2 separate regions of the Oryctolagus cuniculus genome follow, and region 1 is linked to region 2. A link is a contact called in public Micro-C data. All regions are on one chromosome and are shown on one strand. The core of a region is the stretch at or near the end of the contact, and the rest is flanking DNA. Distances in the headings are between cores, read along the strand shown. Region 1 holds the start of CHSY1 (chondroitin sulfate synthase 1). Region 2 has its middle 130 kb from the start of CHSY1.

Region 1 (6,310 bases), core at 2,570-5,069, 130 kb after region 2:
CCCTGCGGGGCTCACACGGCCCCTACTGCTTCTGAGGCACTCCGTCGCCATGAAGATGTGTTTGCTGGGGCTAAAGGACAGGAGTCATACAACCCACAGCCTGAACAGACCCCTTCGGTGGCTGTCCCCATAAGCCATGAGTTCACGGGCCAGCACCAAACCCCAGCCACGTGGCTTCCCCGCGGCACCAGGGCACGCGGCTCATCCCGTGCCTTGGCCGTTCCTCTGGTCACAACGCGCGGTCACGTAAAATCCCTGGGCGTCGTGGTGTGTCCGGCTCCTGCTTGGTGCACCAGGCGCGCTACCTGCCTTCCGGGCTTCTTAGCCGATCTTCCTGGCAGAAGGCGGGCCCTGGACCAGAAACCTGCAGGAGCAGGGGCCGATGCCCTCAGGAGGCATTCCTGGCTGCTCCTCCGCCTTCTTTCTCAATCTCACTTCCTCCCTTCAAGGCAAAGAAGATCCAACATCCGGCGCTGAAATGCCAAACTGAAGACGGTGCCGGCTACAGTGAAGAGCAGACAGTAACCGGCGAGCCTTGCTCAGCACTCCTGGTGCTCCCGGCTCGCTGCCCGAACACTCGCGCTCTCGGGCTGGCCGCAGCCCAAGCTGCAGCACACAGCCCCGTCCCTGTGCCACACGCACAGGGCGGCTTCCACACCACCTCTCCACCGAGTCTCCACTTCCCTCCCACTCCGGATTCACCCCAACACAAACCGCGCCCGCCGTCCCCAAAGCATCTCCCCGCTAACGACTTCTCTGACTAATCCCTGTTAATCCTGCAGTCACTTTTCCTGACTCACTTGGCCACCGAGGGCCCAGCGACTGGGTAACACGCACACCCCACTCGCAGGACACAGGCAGGCAAGCAAGAAGTCTCCCCCGGGTCTCCCCCGGCGTCGCGCAGCTCTGCCCCAGGGTTCTCCGTGGCTCTACTTGGCAGTGGGCACCCCCCTTCCGTCCACAGGCGCGCCTCCCACAGGGTCACTGAGAAGCTGATAAGCAAAAAGCTCTCACTGGACTAACTTACACGCGGGCTCGGGCTTTGCGCGGGTAGAGGTGGGCATTTTGGAGCAGCCACTAACCCCACCGCCACCCCGGCCACAGGCGCGTGCTGCGCGTCTTGCACAACCCTAGGAGCACGCAGGCGGTCTCAAGAAGACCGGAGAGATGCTGTCTTGCAGGTCAGCGTGAGGGGCGCACCCAAGGGGCCACCCTCGTCCACCCCACCCCCGAGCCCGTGCTCCCGGCTGCCACGCGCTCGCCACGCCCCGTCCCGCCCAGGGGGCACCCCGATCCCCCAGGAAGCCCCGGCACGCGGGGACGCTGCGCGCAGGAGGCGGTGCCCGCCTAGTGGGGCTCACCTGTATGCGGCCACGGCGCGGGTCTGCAGGTACTTCTGCGCGGTCATGACTCCCACGAAGAGAAAGTTCCTGTCGCGCGGACCGCCCTCCGGGGCCGAGCCGTGCGGCCAGAGCTGCGCCCCGCGCGCATCGCCGCGCGCCCCGCCGGCCTGGGACGCCGCCGCCTGCCCGGGCCGGCAGCCCTCGGGGCTGGCGCGGCGCCGCGGGCCCGCTCGCTTCAGCTCGGAGGCGCGCGGCAGGACGAGTCGCGAGGCCAGCACGAAGCCCACCACGAGCCCGAGCAGCACGCTGAGCCAGGCGCGCCGGCCGCGCGCGGCCATGCCCGCACCGCTCCGCCCGCCGGGCCGCCGCCGCCGCAGGCTCCGCGCGCCCTCAGCCCGCCGCCCCCGGCCGCGGAGGCCAGCCCGCCCTAGCGCCGCGAGGCCCGGCCCGGGCAGCGCCGCGGCCGCCGCGGGCCCGCCGCGCCCATCGCGGCCCCCGAGCCGCCCGCAGGCCCCGCGCCGGCGCTTTGTTCCGCACGCCCGCCCCCGCCGCCGCGGCCTGCGCCTTTAAGAGCGGACCATGCCCGGCGCGCGCTGGCGGCGGCTCGGGCGCGACGCGGCGGCGGCGGCGGCGGCGGCGGCGGCGGCTCCTCCCGCTCGCGCGCGGGGGCGCGGGGCCAGCGCGATGGCGACGGCTGTGGCAGCCGGGCCCGGACCCCTGTCCCGCCCCGCTCGCGGCCCGCGGCTGGCTCGGCTCGGCTCGCGCTGCGCCCGCCCCCGTCCTCTGCGTGGCCGGCGCCGCCGCTGCTCATCCTCCGGCTTAGCTCGCCATGGCCACAGGAGCCCCTCACGTCACGCACCGCGCGTTATGAAGCGGCCGGCGGCGGCGGCGGGCCGTGGCCCCTCTCGGGATCCGTCCGCGCCGCGCGATTGGCGCAAAAGTGAATGGGGGGCGGCTCACGTGGCCAAAGTTTGACCCAAAAAAAAAAAAAAATCCCCGCGCGCCCCGCCCACCGAGCGGCCGGGCGGAGGGGGCGCGAGGCCGCGTCGCGAGGGGCGTCCGCGGCCGGCGAGCGAGCGCCCTGGGTGCCCGCGGCCCCGACCCCGCGGTCGCGTCCCGGCCGCCTGCGCGAGGCGCGCCCCCGAGGACGCGCAGGGCCCGGAGCGCGCGCCGCGGCGCACGGGCGGGAGCGTGGTCCGCAGAGGGGGCTTCCTGGGCACCGGACGGTCCACGGAGCGCACGTTGCCCCGGCCGGGGCTGTCCTCAGATAAACCCCGCCGCCACGCCCTCGCCTGCCGCCGGGCCGACCTCCCGGCTCGGGCGCCGCGCTCCGTCCACACTGCAGCTTTGTTCCCGCCGGGCGGCCGAGCAGGCCGCCGCCTCTGGAGCTCCGGAGCGGCCCCAGGGCGGAGAGCGAGCCGGTGCACGCGGTGTGGAGCGCGGTCCGTGCGAGCAGGCGGCCGGCCGGAGGCCATCTGGAAAAAGGCCATGCCGGGGGCTACAGACAGTACAGACAGGGTTGGGATTCCGGCTTCTAGAAACTCGGCGAGGGCAGTGGAAGCTGAGAGGGGTGCATAGGGCCCGGGCGCGTGTGTAATCAGGGGGGCTTGCTACTTAGTAGCCTAAGGAAACTTGGAGAGCAGGATAGTGCCCCGCGCCGGGCAGACGAACCCAAGTTCGGGGGTGGAGAGCAGGCGTGGGTATCCCTGTCCGTGTGGCCCCGTGCTGCGCCCTTTACACACTTGACCGAGCTGTGGGAGATGGCGATGCCTTCCCGGCCACTCAGGGGTGGTCATCTTGTTCATTCTTGGGGCAATACTGCTCTCTTGGACATTTGTGACTTGCATCAAAAAATAGTCCATTACTCACCTTCCCACAGACGCCCTAAGAGGTGACCCACGTCTAAAAATAAAATACTCATTATGCAGTGAGTATAGGATCGCAGCAGTGGTCTTGGGAAAAATACAGAACATACAACCGTGAATTACAGGCTGGGAAACCGTTGGAGGAGGTCTCCAGTGGGAGCAGAGACCGCAAACGCCCAGAGCCGCCACCAGATGCCCCCGCTCAGCGACAGCCCCCCGGTTCACGGTGGTTTACAGAAAGCGCCCGGCCTGCTGGCGAGATGCAGCTTTCAGTTTCGTTACCTCCTGGGCGGCTTTGCTGTTTCCCAACCTGCTCTACACGCGTCTCCATTCTCTCTGCAGACCCCACCGGGAAGGGTGCAGGGGTGACGGGGACATGGCAGATGCCAAAGGCTTTGTCCTGATTCCTCGTGGCCGTCCCTCGGCTCCTGGGCGCAGGCTCCGTGGGGTTTTCTCTCCCGGTGTGGAAGGGTAAGCTTTTCGCCATCGCGGCTGAGCCTGACGGAGCCCCCAGGAGCAGCAGAGGAACCCATAAGGCAAGTCCTTGCAGGAAGAGCAGGCGTGGGTCAGGCTGCTTCCTGGTGGCTGGGAGAGAAGCCCTGCCCAGAGCAGCTGGTGGCTGAGCCAAAGCGGTTCCCTAGGGGACAGATCCAGATTGTTCCACGAGGGACCTGGGTCAGGAGACAGCCGGAGCAAATCCAGGGCACCAGAGACTTCCGTGGCAGTAACCCCAGGATGGCTTCGCCTCCAGAGACAGCCCGAGCTGCCAGGACCTGCAGGCCTCCTGACGCCCACCCCCAGTGCACCCACAGCCCCCTCCGTCCCTCCCTCCTTCATTTGTAAAGGTGAGGAGGAGGCGGGCTGGTTAGACTGTGGGCGCCGCACCGAGGTAAACTGAGGACTTCGGTGACTGGTGACGCTGGGGTCTTGACTGGCTGCACCAGAAACCTCTGCCACTGCCCATCTTCCTCGTGGTGTTAAGCAGCATCGTGGCTGGAAGGGGAACCAGACCAGAGCTGTGCCGGGCAGACTCCTGGCGACACACACCTCGGCCGTGCTGCGGGGCTCCAGGTCTGTGCCCTCCTGTCGGTAAACCAGATCCTGGCCCGGGCTCCTCCCTGGTGACTCCAGACTATTTAGAAATTCACTCAAAACTGCCAGAGCCACCATCTGACTTCCTCTCTCTTTTCCTGTGTGGGTCCCAAGGACACATAATTAAAACCCATCTCTACCCACTTTCTGAACATTTCCTCACGACTGCAACTTTGTCCCTACACAAGTTACTGGTTTTTTTCTTTTTTTTTTTTCTTTCCTGTTGGAGATTCACTGAGTGCCATTTACAGATATAGCATTTTGGATAATTCGCAGCGATTTCTTGGAAAGCCCTGCTAAAACCTCAATTGTTTGTGGGCAGCATGCCTCCAACGGCTGGCAGAATTTCCTGGAATCGCGCCCCAAACAGGGGTCCCTGGAAAAATGGGAATAGTTTTCTAAAACCATTCAGCGACGCCTCTTTTTTTTTTTTTTAAGATTTATTTAATTACTTGAAAGAGTTACAGAGAAAGAAAGAAGCAGAGAAAGAGAGAGAGAGAGAGAGAGAGAGGTCTTCCATTCGCTGGTTCACTCTGCAATTGGCCACAACGGCCAGAGTTGCGCCAATCTGACGCCAGGAGCCAGGAGCTTCTTCCGGGTCTCCCATGTGGGTACAGGGGCCCAAGGACTTGGGCCATCTTCTGCTGCTTTCCCAGGCCATAGCAGAGAGCTGGATCAGAAGTGGAGCAGCCGGGACTCAAACTGGCGCCCATATGGGATGCTGGCTCTGCAGGCGGTGGCTTTTACCTGCTACACCACAGTGCCGGCCCTGTCAGTGTCACCTCTTTTGAGAAAGTTATAACGACTCCTTCTTTCGGAAGCTTTTGTCCACTGCCTGCTAACACCATCTCTGGCGAGCCCTTCCTAATCCTACCCCTGACCACTAGAAAACTGACCATAAGGGCCTCGCTGACCTCCCGATTTTGCTCAGTTCTGTTTTTTTCTCTTTGCAGCATTTCCTGTGGTCAGACGCCAGGAAGGGCAAGTGACCGTGGCTTTCGGACATGCGTGGGCTTGGCACTGCTTATGCTTATTCTGTCCACTGAAGCTGTGCGTGTGTGGGGGGGTGTGTATGAGAGGGACAGAGACAAAGGGGAGAGGACACTGAGCACGAGTCTGGGTGCTGGCCGGATGGGGTGTCATTTTTCCAGAAACCCTTGGCTGCCTCGGGCGCAGGCACTCTGGGGAAGCAGCCCGAGTGGTGTTGGGAGGTGACCACCGCAGAGATCAAGGTCAAGCTTGCGTCTGAGGTCAGCCCGGACCCTAGGGTAAGCAGGGAAGCTGGCTTTTCCCATCCGTGGTGGGGAAACTGTTCATGCTTGAAGCAGTCAGCGCGAAGCCCAGCTTGCAGCCCCAGGAGCCAACCCTGCTTGGCATCAGAGCCCGGTGCTGGTCAGCTGGCTGGCAGCCGGCCCCCTGAGGGCTCGCCACAGCTGGGGACCGCGCCGGGCGCCTTGGGAGGCCCGCCAGGTGTGTGGCTCAAATGCCCTTTGCGTTTGCTCCAGGTCCAATGTAGTGAGAAATGGCTCGGGGGACACATTCGGGCTCCAAGAGGTTTAAGCTCCTGAGGGAGGCAGCAGAAATTCAGACCGATGCTGCCTCCCCGACCTCCGACGACGTGGGGACGGGAACAGTTCACACCTCGACAGCCGCAGCCGGATGCGCCCACTTCAGCCGCGGCTCACGCGCTCTCAGAAGGCTGTCACTGGGCAAGCCTCGTCCCGCGGGACAGCTTCCCCAGTGACGTCAACTGCAAGTGCGTGTCCCGCGTACCCAGCAGCCCCGCTTCTGAGCATTTGCCTTCTGAGCACGGCTGTCGTCTGCTGTGCCGTGTGTGGCAGTGCACAGTTAGCCCAAGTGTGCGCGGATAGGAGGATGGCGCAGTAAACAAGGGTGCAGCCGTCCGAGAATGAACCTCGGAGCAGCCGCAAAGCGGAGCCAGGAGGCTCTCGGCGCTGGAGTGGAAAGGGCACAGCAGACACGGCATGGTGAGGATGTGCCACAACCTAC
Region 2 (6,412 bases), core at 1,195-3,694:
CTGTCCCTGAACCACCAACGTGTGTCACTGTGCTCCTCCTGCACTGTCCGATTACTGCCACGCTAGGCCTGGGCAAGGTGGGTCCGCTGCAGCCAAGTCCACCACCTCGCAGCCACTCTGCTCCCCTTGGGGTCTCCGCATCTCGTCTGCAGCCCCCACTGCCCCCTGCTCTGGCTCTGGGAGCCTCAGCTCCCGCCTCCACACAATGGGAGGGTTCAATAGAGACAGGACGGCAGGGTCGCCCACAGCTGCATCCTTGGCCCTGTGTGCTGTAGCTGCTTGTCCCTGAGGCCTCAAGTCCCCAGATGTCACCAGCTTGGCGGCTCCATCGGCACTGGTGACCGAGCCGAGGCCTGGAGCGTGAGGGCCGCCACACAGCCAGGACCCTGTTTGGCTGGCTCCGGCTGAGCCTGCTGCCTGGGATCCTGGATCCGTCCTTCCTGGGTCCGGGCTCAGCCCCTTCTCCGGAGACCTGCATTCTCCTAGTCCAGAGGTTGAAGGGAGTCAGGATGGCACTGTTGGAGTGGAAACTCCAGGAGGCACTCTCTCCGTGTGCCCAGGCTGTCAGGGATGCCACCTGTCCTCCAGCGGCGTGGCCTCCACCCCGGTCTGCAGGGGAGGACAGAAGAGGGAGTGGAGAGGGGCAGGGTCCACAAGGGGCAGGGAGGAGCAGGAGGAATAGAATCCACGCCCCCCACCCCCACCTCTGAACTGGCTGCCCTGGGCTGCCTGAGCTGCGGCTGCAGAAGTGAAAGTACGGGCACTCGTTACCTGGGTTTTGTTTAGAAAAGAGGTTTCAGTGTGACCGGCACACACCAGGGCCGAGGCCCTCAATGCACAGCTGCTGCTCCTCAATGGAGCCCATGGGGAGACCCCAGCGGGGGAGACCCCCAGGGAGGCTCCTGAGAGGGGGCCCGGGGCCTGCCCGAGGGGGCCAGGGCTGCACCCCTGCCCACCACTGGTCCGCCCAGGCCCTGGACTCCTGGCTTCTGAGCTCCCCTCTCCTTCACTTGTGTCTTCAGGGGCAGAATTCAGAGAGCAGAGTGACACTGATCCTTTCCCCAGCTCCTCGGGCTGCCTGGCCCGGGGGGCCCCCTCCCCCGGGACCTCCACCTCCCCTGTCCCCTGCCGCTTGGGCTGATGAAGAATCGATGGCGTGTGCTCAGCAAACCACCTGCAGGCCAAGGGCCCTGAGACGCAGAGCCCCAGGGCCCTGAGCACAGGGAGAGTGGCCAGGGACAGGGGCCTCCGCTTGGCCCTCTCTAAAATAATTAACTAATTGATTTGAGAGGCAGAAGGAGAGAGAACCCTTTTCACTGGTTCACTCCTCAGACACCTGCAATGACTGGGGCTGGGCCAGGCCAAAGCCAGGATGTGGGTCTCCCACGTGGGTGCCTAAGACCCGAGCACTTGAGCCCCCACCACTGGCCCCCAGGGTGTGCACTAGCAGGAAGCAGGAGCCAGGAGCCCAGGGTGGGTCGGGGACCCAGGTATTCCCGCATGGTCACTAATGGTCTAACTGGTAGGACAAGCGCCCACCCCTGCTGGCCCTCTCGCCCCGCTGGAGGCTGCACAGAGGAGCAGAGCAAGAGCTGGAGGGGAGCCCAGGGCTGGCTCTGTGTGGCGGGGGTTTCCATCCTGCCTCTGCGGGTGGCCCTCGGGGAGACCTCGGGGAAGGCCCCGTTTCCTCCCTGACAGATGGGAAGACAGCACGGAGCCGACTTAGCGACAGTGTGCAATGGGGCGCGCAATGGGGACACAGCTCAATGGAGGGTCTCTGCCCCATAGTGAGTCCACCAGCGTGTGTGTGTGTGTGTTATTGCACACATTCATGTGTATATGTGTGTACATATGTGCAGTTAATATGCGCGTGTGTGTACATACACACGGGTGTGTGCCTGCATGCGTGTGTGCTTGTGGGGGCATGTGTGCTTGTGCGCAGATTAACATGTATGTGTGTGCACATATATGTGCTTTGTGGGGGCATATGTGCTTGAATGCAAACGTGTGTGTGTGTGTGTGCGCGCGCGTTAACGCACTCTCCTCCCAGACCTCCCAGGTCATCCCTGCCCTGGCATCCAGGTCAGGTCCTGGGGCTGAGAGAGGGGAGGATGGGCCCTGACCAGGCTGGGCTGTGGGAGTCAGCGAATGTCAGCCTCCTCCGTATGTGTCCTCTCCCGACAGCCAGCCCACCCCAGCCATCACTGGCACCCAATGATGATGGCCGGGCCCCTGGGGAGGTCAGAGGCAGGTGCCTGCGCTCATGGTGGCTAGCACCTAGGGGTGTGGCCAAAGAGACGTGCTGCTTGCCAAAATGTAGGCTCCCCTTGCCTTCCCTCCTCGGAGCCCAGGACACATGGCCGTGGGCCCCAGCCTGCCCAGCCCTCTCCCCTGGCCTCCGCCTCTGGGAGGCAGTACCCTTGCCCACAGCCAGGGGGCACCCTAGTCCGAGCGGCCCAGCCATGGCCCTGGCTGCTGTGCTCTGGCCCGGTCTGCTGGGGGCCAGGTCAGGCTGAGAAGCGCATGGCCCTGGACTCCTGGGCCGTCTGCAAAGAGCTTGTGGGCTTGATGAGTTTACTTTACCAAGTATCCCCAAGTAGGAGCCCCTCTGGGCAGGAAGGAGCCTTGTGGGCGCGTGTGGCCACTGGTAAATACAGACGCCCAGGAGGTGGCAGGCAGAGGCCCAGAGCAGCCCCGGCCTGCCTGGGAGCCAGCGGGGTGGGGGCGGGCTTGTTTCTCGGAACTTGCTGGTTGACATCTCACATTCCTTGTGTCATAGAAATGTCTTACGATGTAACTTGGCTTTTCCTCATATGCCACAGGCTTGTGAAGAATCTGTATGTGAGCATGTGCTCCCGTGTCTGTGTGTGCACGCCTGCAGACGCATGTGCACACGTGTGTTCGTGCACCCATGCTTTCAGCCCCCATGGTGAGGTGCAGGCCCAGGTAGGGCCCTGTGTCCCCTCTGTGGGGTCAGTGGCATGTCGGGAACAGGGGGACAAAAGCAAGGGGTATTGGGAAGTCCAGAGAAGCTTCTAGAACCACAAGGGTCTCCTGGCTGGGGCTCGCCACGCCTCACCCCGCTCTCAGCAAAACTCAAGACTTCTCAGTCCCCCACAGGCAGCAAGGGGTGTGCCCGCAGCTCATGGCTGCATGAGCCGCACAGACATGCACTGGCCCAGAGACAGCCTGCCCCTCGCAGGAATACGGCTGCCCCCCTCCTGGCCCCTCAACGGCAGCACCAGAGAGCGCTGGGCCCTGCGGGGACTCACGGGGGCTCTCTGGGGCCCCGTGCGGCTTGGCTCCAGCGCGCCGCTCTGCCTGGCTCCCCTTACTCCAGAACCACAAACTGACAGCCAAGAAACACAAGACCCAGAGCCACATGGACAGCGGGGAGCAGCCAGGCCCAGGCAGGCGGGAGGCTGCGCTAAACCAAGTGACCCTGGAGCTCCGGTTAACCCTGAACTTGCCTCGTTAGCCCTGGCAGAGGTGCGAGAGCCTCACTCTTGGGCCTGTGAGAGACACACCCAGGGCCGTTAGGGAGAGGAGGAACCCGAGGGGGCCGGCAAGGCTACCTGTGTGGCCGGCCAGTGGCTGGAGCCCTGGCGTGGAGATGGCAGCCAGGAGACAGATGTCTCCATAAAGGAGCCCAACAGAACCTCCCCCCGCTTCGGCCCTCCCATCCAGAGGTGGGGCCTGTGCCCCCTCCCCTTGAATCTCAGGATCTGTAACTTTCCTGTCGCCATAAGAGGAGGCAGAACTCACCCGAGGAGCCCGAGCCACTGGATATGGGACCACCATGTTGTGAGGGAGCCCAGGCCACAGGCAGAGGCCATGCATGAATGTTCTGGCTGCCGGCCCCACTGAGGTCCCAGCCGGCCGCCGGCCCGGGGGAAGCAAGAGCAAAAGACATCTCCAGATGACTCCAGCTGTGTGGTCCCCATCGGCCATGGACTCTGCAGCCGGGGCCTCAGACACCGGGGTGGAGGGGAGAGCACCCCGCTGGGCCCCGTCCCAATTCCAGCCCACAGGACCACGAGGGCGGGCAGGTGGCTGCTACACGCTGCCCCGTTTGGGATGCTTTGTTATGAAACAGCAACACGCACCAGCGGCCGGGGAAGAGATTCGGCCTACCGTGTCCCCCAACCTTCTCTCACGCCTGCAGCTGTGGCCAGGACCTGGGAGACCACGGGCCATTTGGAGGGCTGCCCCTCTGCAGCAGCAAGCCAGGCCCGGGGCTGTGGGCACGGCCTGTTGGCAGAGAGCTCACGGCGAGGCCCCACCGCCCTGGGCCTGCACACACACCAGGGTTTCCTCCCAGGCCCAGGGACTGGCTTCTTACCCTGGCCGAGCTCCGGGCTGGGTTCCAGGCCACGCTGAGTGTTTCTGGGCCTGATGGATGAAGGCGGGGAGGGGGCTCAAGAGTCAGGGGTTGCCATGGCAACCAAATCCTCCCCAGGACCAAATACAAACCCCAGCTGCTGCTATGGGTGGCGAACTTGGAGAGGAAACACACCTTGCTTTGGCCACTTGTTTCTGGCCTGGGCCACTGTGAAGGCCTCCTCTCCATCAGCCACTGGGACCCTGTGGGAGTGGACAGATGACCAGGAGTTTCCAGGAAAGGGGCAGGGACGGCAGGCAGGTCCTGGCTGTGCAGAGGAGACTGGACAAGGGGCCGGGCGGCCTGGATGAGGCTCAGAGCTCTGGCGTCCCCAGTGGCCAGCAGCTGCCTTCATTGGCCACCAGACGAGCCGTGTCCGGGCCCGAGGCCCTGGGAGGCTGTCCCGCAGAGGCCTTTGTTCTGCTGAGTCACAGGCCGGGGAACTGAGGGCAGGAGAAAGGCCCCAAGGTGTGGGTTTGGCCGCCCAGAATGTGGAGCCAGAAATGACCTTGACCTTCTCCCATCCCCACTGTGCACACGGGAAACAGAGGCCCAGAGAAGCCGCCAGCCCAAAATGTGTCGTTGCCACGGACAACCTGGCCACAGCGCTGGCCAGCCTGGGAAAAAGTTGTTCATCGTGGTGGGGGTGGGGGTGGAGGAGGTGTTTGTTTTGTTCTGATTCTTAAAAAGCCTGAACCAAATCTGCTTTTTAAAATGCTGCTCCAGGACTTGGCGCTACTTGCGGAGGGCCTGAGAGGGCAGAGGCAGGCGGAGAGGCGGGGCCGCACATCCCAGCCAAGACCCTCGGCTCTGCCTCGCTCCTGGTGGACCGTGCTGTTCCTGTTCAGTCCGTGCCTGAGGCCAAAGGGTCAGGCCAGGGTCTGTGGCCACTTCTTTTTCCTGTTTTATTTTTTAAAGATATATTTATGTTTTTATTTGAAAGACAGTTAGAGGGAGAAAGGGAGAGAGAGACAGACAGACAGACAGACAGACGGATGGAGAGAGGTATCTTCTGTCTGCTGGTTCACTCCCTAAATGATTGCAACAGCTAAGCCTGGGCCGGGTGAAGCCAGGAGCCAGGAACTCCATCCTGGTCTCCCACTGGGTGGCGGGGCCACTGCTTTCCCAGGCGCATTAACAAGGAGCTGGATTAGAAGGAGCAGTTGGGACTCGAACCGGCATGCATACGGGATGCGGGCGTCGCAGGCAGCAGCCTAGCCCCAGTTTCTGTCGTTTCATTCTGTGGGCAGCTTCCACGGAGGACTGAAAGGTACAGGCATCTGGAGGTCATCTCTCGTCGTCACACAAGTTCAGTTGTCACATCTTGGCGACACCGATCCCACCCTGTGACGCAGCTGCAGGCTTGGTTGAGATCTGAGATGGCTGTGACAGAATGGGTGCCACTGCCACAGGACGGACGGGCGCTTCCTGTTGTTGCCAGGTGGCGGCAGCTGGCTCCCAGCCTGGGTTCCATCTCCCAGGGCTGTGAGGCCCCGTCTGCTGGCGTAGGCTCCGCCCACTGCACCTGCCCCTGGATGAGGCACCGCCATGGGGCAGCCCGTGGGCATCCACCTGCAGGAGGCCTGAGTGGGAGGAGGGAGCTGAGGACAGCCATGGGCTCCGGTGCTCACCGGGCTCAGCAAGGGCAGGCCACGAGGACACAGGCTGAGGTTTTGAGAAAGCGAATAGAAAAGGGACCAGGCTGTTCCCGGCAGAACCTTCGTGGGTGGGTCTGGCTCTCACGTGGGAGGAGCGTCGGTGAGCACTCCTTGGGCGCCCCGACAGTGACACCACGGGGATTGAGAGGAGCTGGAGAGACAGAGCACGTCCCTGGGTCCACGGTTGTCCCTGAAACTGGACCCCACTGCTAACCCCTGCTGGGTGAGGCCGGGGGAGCAGGCCCCAGCTTGCTGTGCCCAGCAGTGCAAGTAGGGAGTGCCAGGTGGACACTCTAAAAGGCTGGGATGGCACAAAGTACCAGGGACAATGGCAGGCAAAATGAACGGTTATAAAGCAATGAAGTGAGACCCA

What was found. Hi-C and Micro-C count contacts between places; a contact is called where the count stands out from the background.
Region 1: a contact with region 2 is called in a Micro-C map of ear pinna, with 4 times the contacts expected there. The contact joins the promoter of CHSY1 here to the enhancer-like site in region 2. A contact is called at or near these places in 5 of 6 Hi-C or Micro-C datasets (ear pinna, embryonic fibroblasts, psoas muscle and 2 more).

Annotation. Positions count from the first base shown.
Region 1 is chr12:10,453,593-10,459,902 of mOryCun1.1, forward strand. It overlaps CHSY1 (chondroitin sulfate synthase 1), which reads right to left and starts at 3,820. Exons shown (of 3, transcript XM_070053316.1): 1 at 3,491-3,820. The coding sequence starts at 3,741. It overlaps LOC138844529 (a long non-coding RNA gene), which reads left to right and starts at 3,606. Exons shown (of 7, transcript XR_011380436.1): 1 at 3,606-3,744; 2 at 3,850-4,053; 3 at 4,153-4,279; 4 at 5,254-5,568; 5 at 5,806-6,288.
Region 2 is chr12:10,327,542-10,333,953 of mOryCun1.1, forward strand. No RefSeq gene overlaps it. Among named protein-coding and RNA genes, the nearest start is that of CHSY1, 130 kb to the right of the region's middle. Within about 2 kb of position 2,445, at least 1 of the 8 cell types and tissues checked has an H3K27ac peak or open chromatin away from gene starts, as enhancers often do. A contact at or near this core is called in ear pinna, where this site is marked.